2 separate regions of the Triticum aestivum genome follow, and region 1 is linked to region 2. A link is a contact called in public Hi-C data. All regions are on one chromosome and are shown on one strand. The core of a region is the stretch at or near the end of the contact, and the rest is flanking DNA. Distances in the headings are between cores, read along the strand shown. Region 1 holds the start of LOC123139420 (serine/threonine-protein kinase/endoribonuclease IRE1). Region 2 holds the start of LOC123139408 (acyltransferase-like protein At1g54570, chloroplastic).

Region 1 (4,108 bases), core at 1,133-3,632, 640 kb after region 2:
TCTGAATCTCTTTTTGGGCTATATCAGTGTGTGAACGAAGCAGGCGTTTCACTGCAACTTCACGTCCATCATATGAACCCTCAAAGACAACTGTGCCATTGCTCCCTTTACCAATTTCCTTTTTGTGAACACGAAGTTTTCCAATCTGGCATCCGTCAAGGCCATCAGGGAGTGCATACAGCATCTCATTTGACCCACCAGTTCCACTGCTCTCTTTGTCAGAGGCTGAACCGATCTCTGTGCTATTGGCCCTTCCATCTTTCTTCCGTGTTTTCCTTCTCTTAGATGTTCCCTCTGACTTCCCTCTAAGGTCTATTGATTTCTGTTCACGAACAAATGGCTTCATAAGTACACTCATGAATTGCTTGCAAGACTTGCTTGAATAGGCCAACCTCACCAGCCAAGCAAGGACCACCAATAAGGTAAGCACCGGGAATAGCAATCCATAAGCATTATTAGTGAACCTGTTGGTTTGGGGGTCAGCAGGGACAAGATGAACAAGAGCACCATCAACAGTTTGATTCTGAGTGCCATTCAGGGCTACACCAGACTTGCTAGCAGTTTGTTGTGGAATCACCAAAGTTTGAAGTTGTCTCAAAGCATCAGCACCATCCCTAGTGGTAACTTTGTTCACATCTTGCAAGACAAGTGCATTAGCTGTACTGGAATCAGGTAAAGTAAGTTTGATCGGTACACCATCGGTCCTAATGCACGGAATATTTTCTTGCAAACAGGATGATTGTTCAAGCATATTTGGATGGCTTTGTTTAACATAGTAGTTTGCACAGAACGAAGATCGTGTCCAGTTAAACAAATGTACACCAAGATCTGATGCACTGAGAGAATAATCGGTTCTCACAACCACGATGATATTAGAACTTCTACCAACATCTAACTTGGATGGTGCTTCCCCAGCCGGGACTGCTAACTCATTCAAGGCGGCTGGCAGACTATGCTTGTAAATGATCTCACCACTATCAGCATCAACGGCAAAAGTTGTCGAGGCTTTTGATCCAATAGTAACCACAGAATCCCGTATGTATGGAGTTCTAGCGATAAAGTCTTCCAGTTCCCAGGGAAGTTTCTACAGGAATAAGCCATGGGTGAGAAACATTTTTCTTTTCAAAAAGTATAACTGAAGAACTAGCATATTTGTGCAAAGCATACCACACCGGTGCCATTATGAACTTCCACGAGATCAGACTCGTCCAAAGGATATATGAGATAGCTCAAATCAGAGTTTGTGGTAGTAATGTGCTTGGACAGAGGTGGTCCTGTGGAGAACTGCCACAGAGGAGATTCTGATAGACGGTCGACAAGCTGAATTGTGCCATTGTCATAAAATCGCAGTTCAGAGCTGTTCGCAAAACAAGCAAAGAACTCCAGTCAATCACAGGACAGGTCTGTAAGTTGCTATAAAATTGAATCAGAGGACAGATTTGCATGTTGCTATAAAATTAATCACATGAAAGATCAGCAAATTGCCACAAAAAACTGCCGGCTACTTGACGGCCTAACTGATAGATCAAAAGAGAAAATACACCATAGATCCCAAACAAAAAGAGTAGCTGATCTGGTAAACAAACTCAACATGATATTATTACCTAAACCTCCCACTTTGGGAATAGAAGAGCAAAAGCTCCCTCCACACCAGAGCACCCTAAAATCCAGTGAGGCGCCAACCATGAACAAGTACTTCCAAGATTCATCTGAACACAGGGTAACTCTCGCTGGCACACTCATACTTAACCTAGGCAGCTAGACAGCCAGCTTTTCCTCTTCTCTACTCAAATGCAGCGCGAAATAAGATCACGCGAACAGCTGAAAACATGATAAAAGCTTCGCACTAATACCTACCATGACCCATTTCTCCATGAGCACGGCTTCAGAGGCCAGGGGGCGACAAAGAGGGCAGGCCTCGCTGAGCAACGCAACGCGAGTGGCGCTTAGGGGGTGTGGGACGGGGACACGAGCTAGCTCACCTGATGCCGGGCCCTACATCCGGGTTTTTTACAGCGTTCGACGGCACCGGCCGGCGGCGCGGCGGCCTGACCAGGAACGGCTGCTCCGCGGGGACGATCTCCGTGGAGCTCGCATCGTCCCCTCGCCCCCCGCCGGCGGGGAGCGCGAGGGGCGGCGCCGGCTGCTGCGGCGGCAGGGGGAGCGGGAGGAGGAGAGGGGCGGGGGCGGCGGTGGCCTCGTCCTCGAAGCGGGCCCCGCGGAAGGCGAGGCCCGAGAGGAGGACGAGCGGGAGGAGGACCCGGCGGAGCGACCTCATCGTCGTCCTCGTCGTCGTCAGCCGCGGCGAGGGTTCCGGGAGGGCATGGAGTGAGGTTAGGGTTTCCGAGAGGGGATTCGTGGGGGTGGGGGTGGGGGTTTGGATCTGGGCTGTTCGCTTGCTGGTTTGCTTCGCGGGGAAGGAGGAGGCTTCTGGAATCGATGGATTTGACCAGGAAGGAAGGGATGGAGGAAGGAGACGGGAAAGTGACGGCGGCGGCACCGATTTGCGAGCGTGCAGGGGCAGCAATTGTCAATTTTTTATTTTTTATTTTTTTGGAAAGGCCTCCATTTCGGTCGACTGATCCTAGACGTTGCTTCAGCCGTGTCCCCCGACAACCACGTGACCTGCGGGACCCACCCGACGCTTCCCGAACCCTTATCTTCTTCCTTGAGTGGAAATGTATCGCCTTCTTCCTCCCAGCCACACTCTTTATTATGCTTTCTCTCTCTCTCTCTCTCTCTCTGGCACCTGCCTACCTGCTACTCCGACGGGATCTAGCTTCCTGAGAGCCTCCCACACCTCCTAGCACCACCTCAGTCATCCTCTGTCGGCAAAGCTCACCATGCCGCTGTTGTCAGGGGTTACGACCGTTATTGGAAGTCCTGTCACCGCAGCTGCGAACGGTGCTGGGGTTATAGGTTGGTCGCCGCTCGTTATGCGTTGTTGCAAGTCAGGCTGCTAGTGTTGCATGGTAGTGCTCGGTACTATGAGTGGCGCTACCGGGGCGAAGTCAGGCGAGGCACTCTCGTGCTTGGAGACGGTGCGGCAAGGGCGTCGTCATGCTATGGGCAATAACCTCAAGTGCTGCGAGGGGCTCACCAGTGTTGCGAGGATAGGGTTACGATGAGGAGGTCATGGGATTTCAGGAGCACGAGTGGATGACTGTGATTGTGCGCATCCGACTACTGATGAGGTGTTGTTGACCCAAAAAATCATTAATATAGTATGCATATCTCGATAGTATCTTGAAATAAAAAAAACATTAATATAATATGTACTTACGGATGTCTTGTAAATGCATAAATTGATAGGATTTAGTTGTAGCATTTTCAAAGTAAGAGTATTGATCTCATAGATAGCACATGAAAATTAGAATGTGCCTGCAAGTTAATTGAGGTGCAAAGCAAAAGCGATGCGAAAGTGTAATTATTTGTTGTGGTTCCAATTTAACTATGTGGAAATAATAATAAAGAACAACAAAGTGAAAGTGATGAAATCTATAAATAGAGCTAAGGCGTTCTCACGAAGTCTGGATCCCCTGGCATGTTTATTACTTAATTATGCTAATGCATAATTCTGGGTTCTAACAACTAATCCACTTCATATGCTTTAATAAGTGGGTGGAGCCAAGTACGGACACATGAATACATGCGCAGCTTCGCATCACGCACGCCCACCACCGCTCTTCCCCAATGCTGGTGATGGCAATGATGAATAAATGCAAACTCCGTTATTCCCCTGTCAAAGTTTCGCAAGGAGGGAGATAGCATCTGTCACCGCAGTACCTCCGTTTCCCCACATCACAAAGACAATAACATCATTTTTTGTCTTAAATGATCTTTATGTTTGACTAGAGAGGGTGAATATGCAACTAAAAATGTTAACCTCTTTTCCAAATTAAAGGGATACAACAAGAATATAGATTGTCTAGATATACAACTACATGGAAAAATTATATGTCAAGCTCACATAAAACAACAAGCTAGGAAGGATACACAATAAAGCTATCTTGCAACAAGTAAGTGAAGAAAAGAATAAACCGTAAGTGGAGAGAAATGATGCAATTCCCGGAGTTCCCTCCTTTGGGGGAGGCGCGTCTCCGTTGGA
Region 2 (4,425 bases), core at 1,005-3,504:
CTAAAACCGTCACAAACTGCCGAGCGGCACACACATGATACCCCACACACCCCTCAACTAATAGGGCCTCATCACGATACAGCTTACCACTCATGCCAAGTGGTTCCTCTGTTTGATTCCCTCAGAAGAGAATGAAAACATATAGTGGTCTACAAATCTTAATATGCCGCCTTTTAGGCCCCCCCTTTGTAATAAGGTGGATTGGCAGGTTCAAGAAGAAAAGGAATGTCAACAGCCAAGATTTTTTACTTTTGAAAACATACACCAACGGAATTGGAGGTAACCATCACTACATTGCGTGTGTACAGGTGCCAAGCAATTTTCCCAAATCCAGCACAAAACTTAATACTGTACATAATATTTAAATGGAGCCAAAAACACACCTATGCATTGCTACTCACAAGTTATTACTTCCAAAATTGTACCAGGGTGTATAGGTCATTAACAATTGCAAACACAAGTTTCTTTGCTGCAGTCGCGATATGTACTATTACAAAGCTGCTCATTCCATCTGTCCTCACTCCAATAATAAGAAAAATGAAAACGAAACTAGTGCTAATCTGCCAGTGAAATGTACTTATTCCTGATTAATATTCAATGGAACGGTGCAATTGCACTCCAGTTTCATGGATTCAGTCTGCCTCTTCAACATCTCATTATCCTGCAGCGATGGAGATGAGCTTAAGCAAGGCATGTACATAGGAGAGAGTGAAAATAAATGGAGAGGAAGCAGACGGTCAAATGAAACAGGATACGCAGAACCAAGGTTCTGATAGAGTGAGAAAATGCACTGAAATTTGCCCCAAAATTACCTTTTGCAACTCTTCAAATCTCCTGGTTGAATCAGACAGTGAGGTCTTGACCTACAAACAAAGATTGTCCCATAAGCATCGCAGACGTGAATCATGGGAGAATATTTAGAGTGTACAGGTACATATGCTGGCAATGGAACCAACCTTTAAAAGTTCATCTTGCAGGTCCCTGTTTTTCGCCAACTCCGTGTCGTATTTCATTCTCCACTCAGCGGATTCATCCATTGCCTCTAGGTTAGCATGCTCGAACTGCCTCCTGCAAAGATGACCCAGCAAAAGAATACCAATAAACCGCTTAGCCATGCCTCTGACAAAACATCAAGATAACACGAACACGAACACACGCATATATGAAATTGTACGGACCTAGATTAAAATTTGACCGGAGACAAACAATGGCTATGGAAAAATCAAAATCAACAATGTTCTGTATGGACCAGGCAAATATAGCTTAACTAACATATGCCAGTCAAATTCTTGCTGAAAAGCATGTACTAGATACTGACAATGGCAAACACATATGTCCAGTGGAAATAAACAAACAAGGAAATAATGCCCCAATTTCACCGAACTCCCCTTGAACCCCCCCTTGATCAGGCAGCTAATTCTCAGACCATCTGGACTGGCATCAGGTAGTAAAAAAGGAACTAGAAAGAAAAGCATCTAATGCCATATAAGTCTGGATCTATGGTTTCTTACACCCAAATTGTGATATGGAATGGCAGAAAACGAACTGCCTGTCACCAAGATTTGCTCCTTGGAATCCATTCTACAGACTGAATCCGAGAGTTTTCCTCCTAGCCATGATCCACCCGTCGAACAGGCATGAGGATCCGTCAGCAGGAGGAAGGAAGGTGGGGAAGAGGGGAAGGACGCGCGGGGGCGGGGTGCGAACCGGAGCTCCTCGCGGTCGTCGGCGGTGAAGGAGGGGTCGTCGGACTGGCGCGCCCAGATGCGGAAGTAGACGGCGGTGCCCATCAGCAGCGCCACCGCGAACGCCGCCATCAGCGCCTGCCGCTCCTGCCGCCGCCCCCCTCCTCCCCCGCTCCCTACTCCCCCACCTCGTCCCCCCATCATCCTCCTCCTTCCTCGCCGATCTGCCCTCCACACCCCACAAGCTCCCGGCAAAGCTCCTGTTTACTCGCGCAGGCCTCTTCACGGCCCACCCAGCCGCGCGCCCCGGCCCAGCCCGTTCGTAATCTCAGCCCACTGGGCCCAACCATTTCGGGCCCAGCGCATCGTTTTGCGTAGGACGTGGCCGCCGGGCGGCGAAGTCCACCACGCTTCAGACACCACCGGCCACCGCCGACAGGAGCCGTTTCAGCGCAGAGAAGAGGGGGAAACCATGACCAATGTTTGGCGTGACGACGCCATGGCCGCACTCACACTCTCTGGGCCTCATTGAGATGCAGTTATGTCTGTCGCGCATCGGATGCATGAGCGGCGCGCATGGCTCATGCTTAAGTACGTAGGTCCCTCTTGAAACCATGGCCGGGATGCTCAAAAGAAAGCTTAGCGGCAATGGCGACTCTCTCCCTCTCCCTGGCACACCCGCAGGTGCTCCCCCTCTGGCAACAAGGGCTGCGGCAGCGACGGCTGCATGGCTCGTCCAGACACGCACACGCCGCCGGGAGGGTGCAGGCCAGCTACAGGGGTCTTGAGCCGCTGTACGATGATGGGTACGGGACGGTCAAGGACCTGGGCCACTACTACCGGGCGATCGGGGAGCTGGTGGAGCACGACGGCGGGCCGCCCCGCTGGCTTTGCCCCGTCGACGCCGGCGAACCGGCGGTCGAGGATGCCCCGGTCATGCTGTATTTGCCAGGTGAATGTGTGTTCGTGTCTGGAAATTGATGTTGTGCCTTCGACAGCCATGCACGTCTTTATACCTGAATTTCCGGTTAGGGGTTATGATTTGGGGTTACATACATATTAATCTTTGCAGGGATAGATGGAATGGGGATGGGGCTCTGCATGCACCACAAGGCTCTTGGAACGTGAGATACCAAGACTAGTTTACTTGGAAAAATTTATGGCAAACCCGGAGTAGTGTGATTGTGATACTACCTCGAATACATTATGCAGTTTTTTTCTTTCTAAAAGGAGAATACACTATGCATTTGTTCCTTCATTTGCAGGATATTTGAACTTAGATGCATGCATATTCCTCGTCGCGACCGCACGCCGTTCGAAGGTATGGGATATCTGTGTATTTAATTTGTTACTTTCTCTCCCGAGCATTTTCCCTCCCAAGTGAAATTCTGAGCTTATTTTAAGATTAAGAGTGAAAGACATCCTTTTTGTTGCAAATGGAACATTTCATTTCTCTCGGCGTCTGTATCATGAAGATGCACACAACACACAAAGTCATTTTTTAGAGACATGCCTTCAGGTTGACCTGTGGCAAAAACAAAAGATCCCCAAAACGCGTTAAGCAGAGCCAACGCCGCACGTCCAGTTATCAAGTTCTAAAGATTAACTGTATGGTTTTAGCTCCTTTTATTTTCCAGAACTTGTCACAATGGTAGAGGATGTTGTGAGAGCAGAGCATTCTGCTTCTCCTACTAAGCCCATCTACATATTGGGGAATTCATTTGGAGGATGCATAGCCCTTGCAGTCGCCGCTCGCAATCCTGGCACTGATTTGGTACTGGTACTAGTTAATCCAGGTATGCAAGAAATTCTGATGGTGTGCCAGTGAACCTGCCTATTTATGAAAAATTTCTGATATACATTTTTTTTTGTTTCGTCTCTCTTTTCTTCTGGGGAAGCTACATCATTTGAGAGATCACGCATAAAAACACTTCTGTCGGTTTTCAGCCCGTTGTCGGACCGTGCCTGTATTGCAGCTGCAGCTCTACTGAATTACAACATCCGTAAGTACCTTGTCGGGTCCAACATAGAAAAATTGAAAAAGGAACAAGTGTAGGAATAGCCTATAAATTAAGCAAAAACATTGATGCATTTATTGGACTGAAATTTGCCTGATATATACCATTATGTCATAAGTTACATTTGTTCCCTAAGTTTTTTGCACTTGCTTCTTCTATTCTTCCTGTTCATTGAGACCAGACAATGAGGTGAACATGGCACTGAGTATAATGAAAAGTGGGAGGCATCCTTTAGAAGCACTCAGCAGATTGACAAGTAACATGTCATCTTCCCTGAAGCATTCGGTGTGTACCATCGACCTCTCTGCATCTTGTTTCTATGTATCTAATTTTATCAAGACAATACAAATTAAGAAATAAAACATGTCAGTAAATAGTTGGGTGCATCAATTGATGTAGAGGCCAAAGGTTATCCTACCTTTCTGGGAAAAAAAATCAAATTAAGGGAGAAAATGGTCTGGAAATAAATTCAGTTTCCTGCTATCTTTTTTTCTCGTGTTTCTTTTGGTTTGTAAGATTAATGTGTGCAAAAATATGTGCCTTCAAATTTATTCATTTTTGAAGGAATATATGTGTGCCTTTAATTGCAGAAAATGCTGGACAAACTACCAAAAGACACACTAAAATGGAAGATTAAACTGATCAAACAGGCTGCATCATACGCTAATAGCCATATACAATCAGTTACAGCCGAGGTGCTACTGCTAGCCAGGTTTGTGGCC

Evidence for each region. A called contact is a pair of places that touch in the nucleus more often than the background predicts.
Region 1: a contact with region 2 is called in a Hi-C map of leaf, with 6 times the contacts expected there. The contact joins the promoter of LOC123139420 here to the promoter of LOC123139408 in region 2. A contact is called at or near these places in 2 of 5 Hi-C or Micro-C datasets (both in leaf).

Annotation. Positions count from the first base shown.
Region 1 is chr6B:695,287,572-695,291,679 of IWGSC CS RefSeq v2.1, forward strand. LOC123139420 (serine/threonine-protein kinase/endoribonuclease IRE1) reads right to left here and starts at 2,383. Exons shown (of 7, transcript XM_044559229.1): 1 at 1,983-2,383; 2 at 1,168-1,357; 3 at 1-1,084. The coding sequence starts at 2,278.
Region 2 is chr6B:694,649,758-694,654,182 of IWGSC CS RefSeq v2.1, forward strand. LOC123139408 (acyltransferase-like protein At1g54570, chloroplastic) reads left to right here and starts at 2,255. Exons shown (of 13, transcript XM_044559212.1): 1 at 2,255-2,637; 2 at 2,758-2,809; 3 at 2,951-3,006; 4 at 3,323-3,481; 5 at 3,584-3,688; 6 at 3,885-3,988; 7 at 4,294-4,415. The coding sequence starts at 2,334. It overlaps LOC123139410, which reads right to left and starts at 1,924. Exons shown (of 4, transcript XM_044559217.1): 1 at 1,708-1,924; 2 at 957-1,068; 3 at 813-863; 4 at 391-661. The coding sequence starts at 1,889. The coding sequence ends at 578.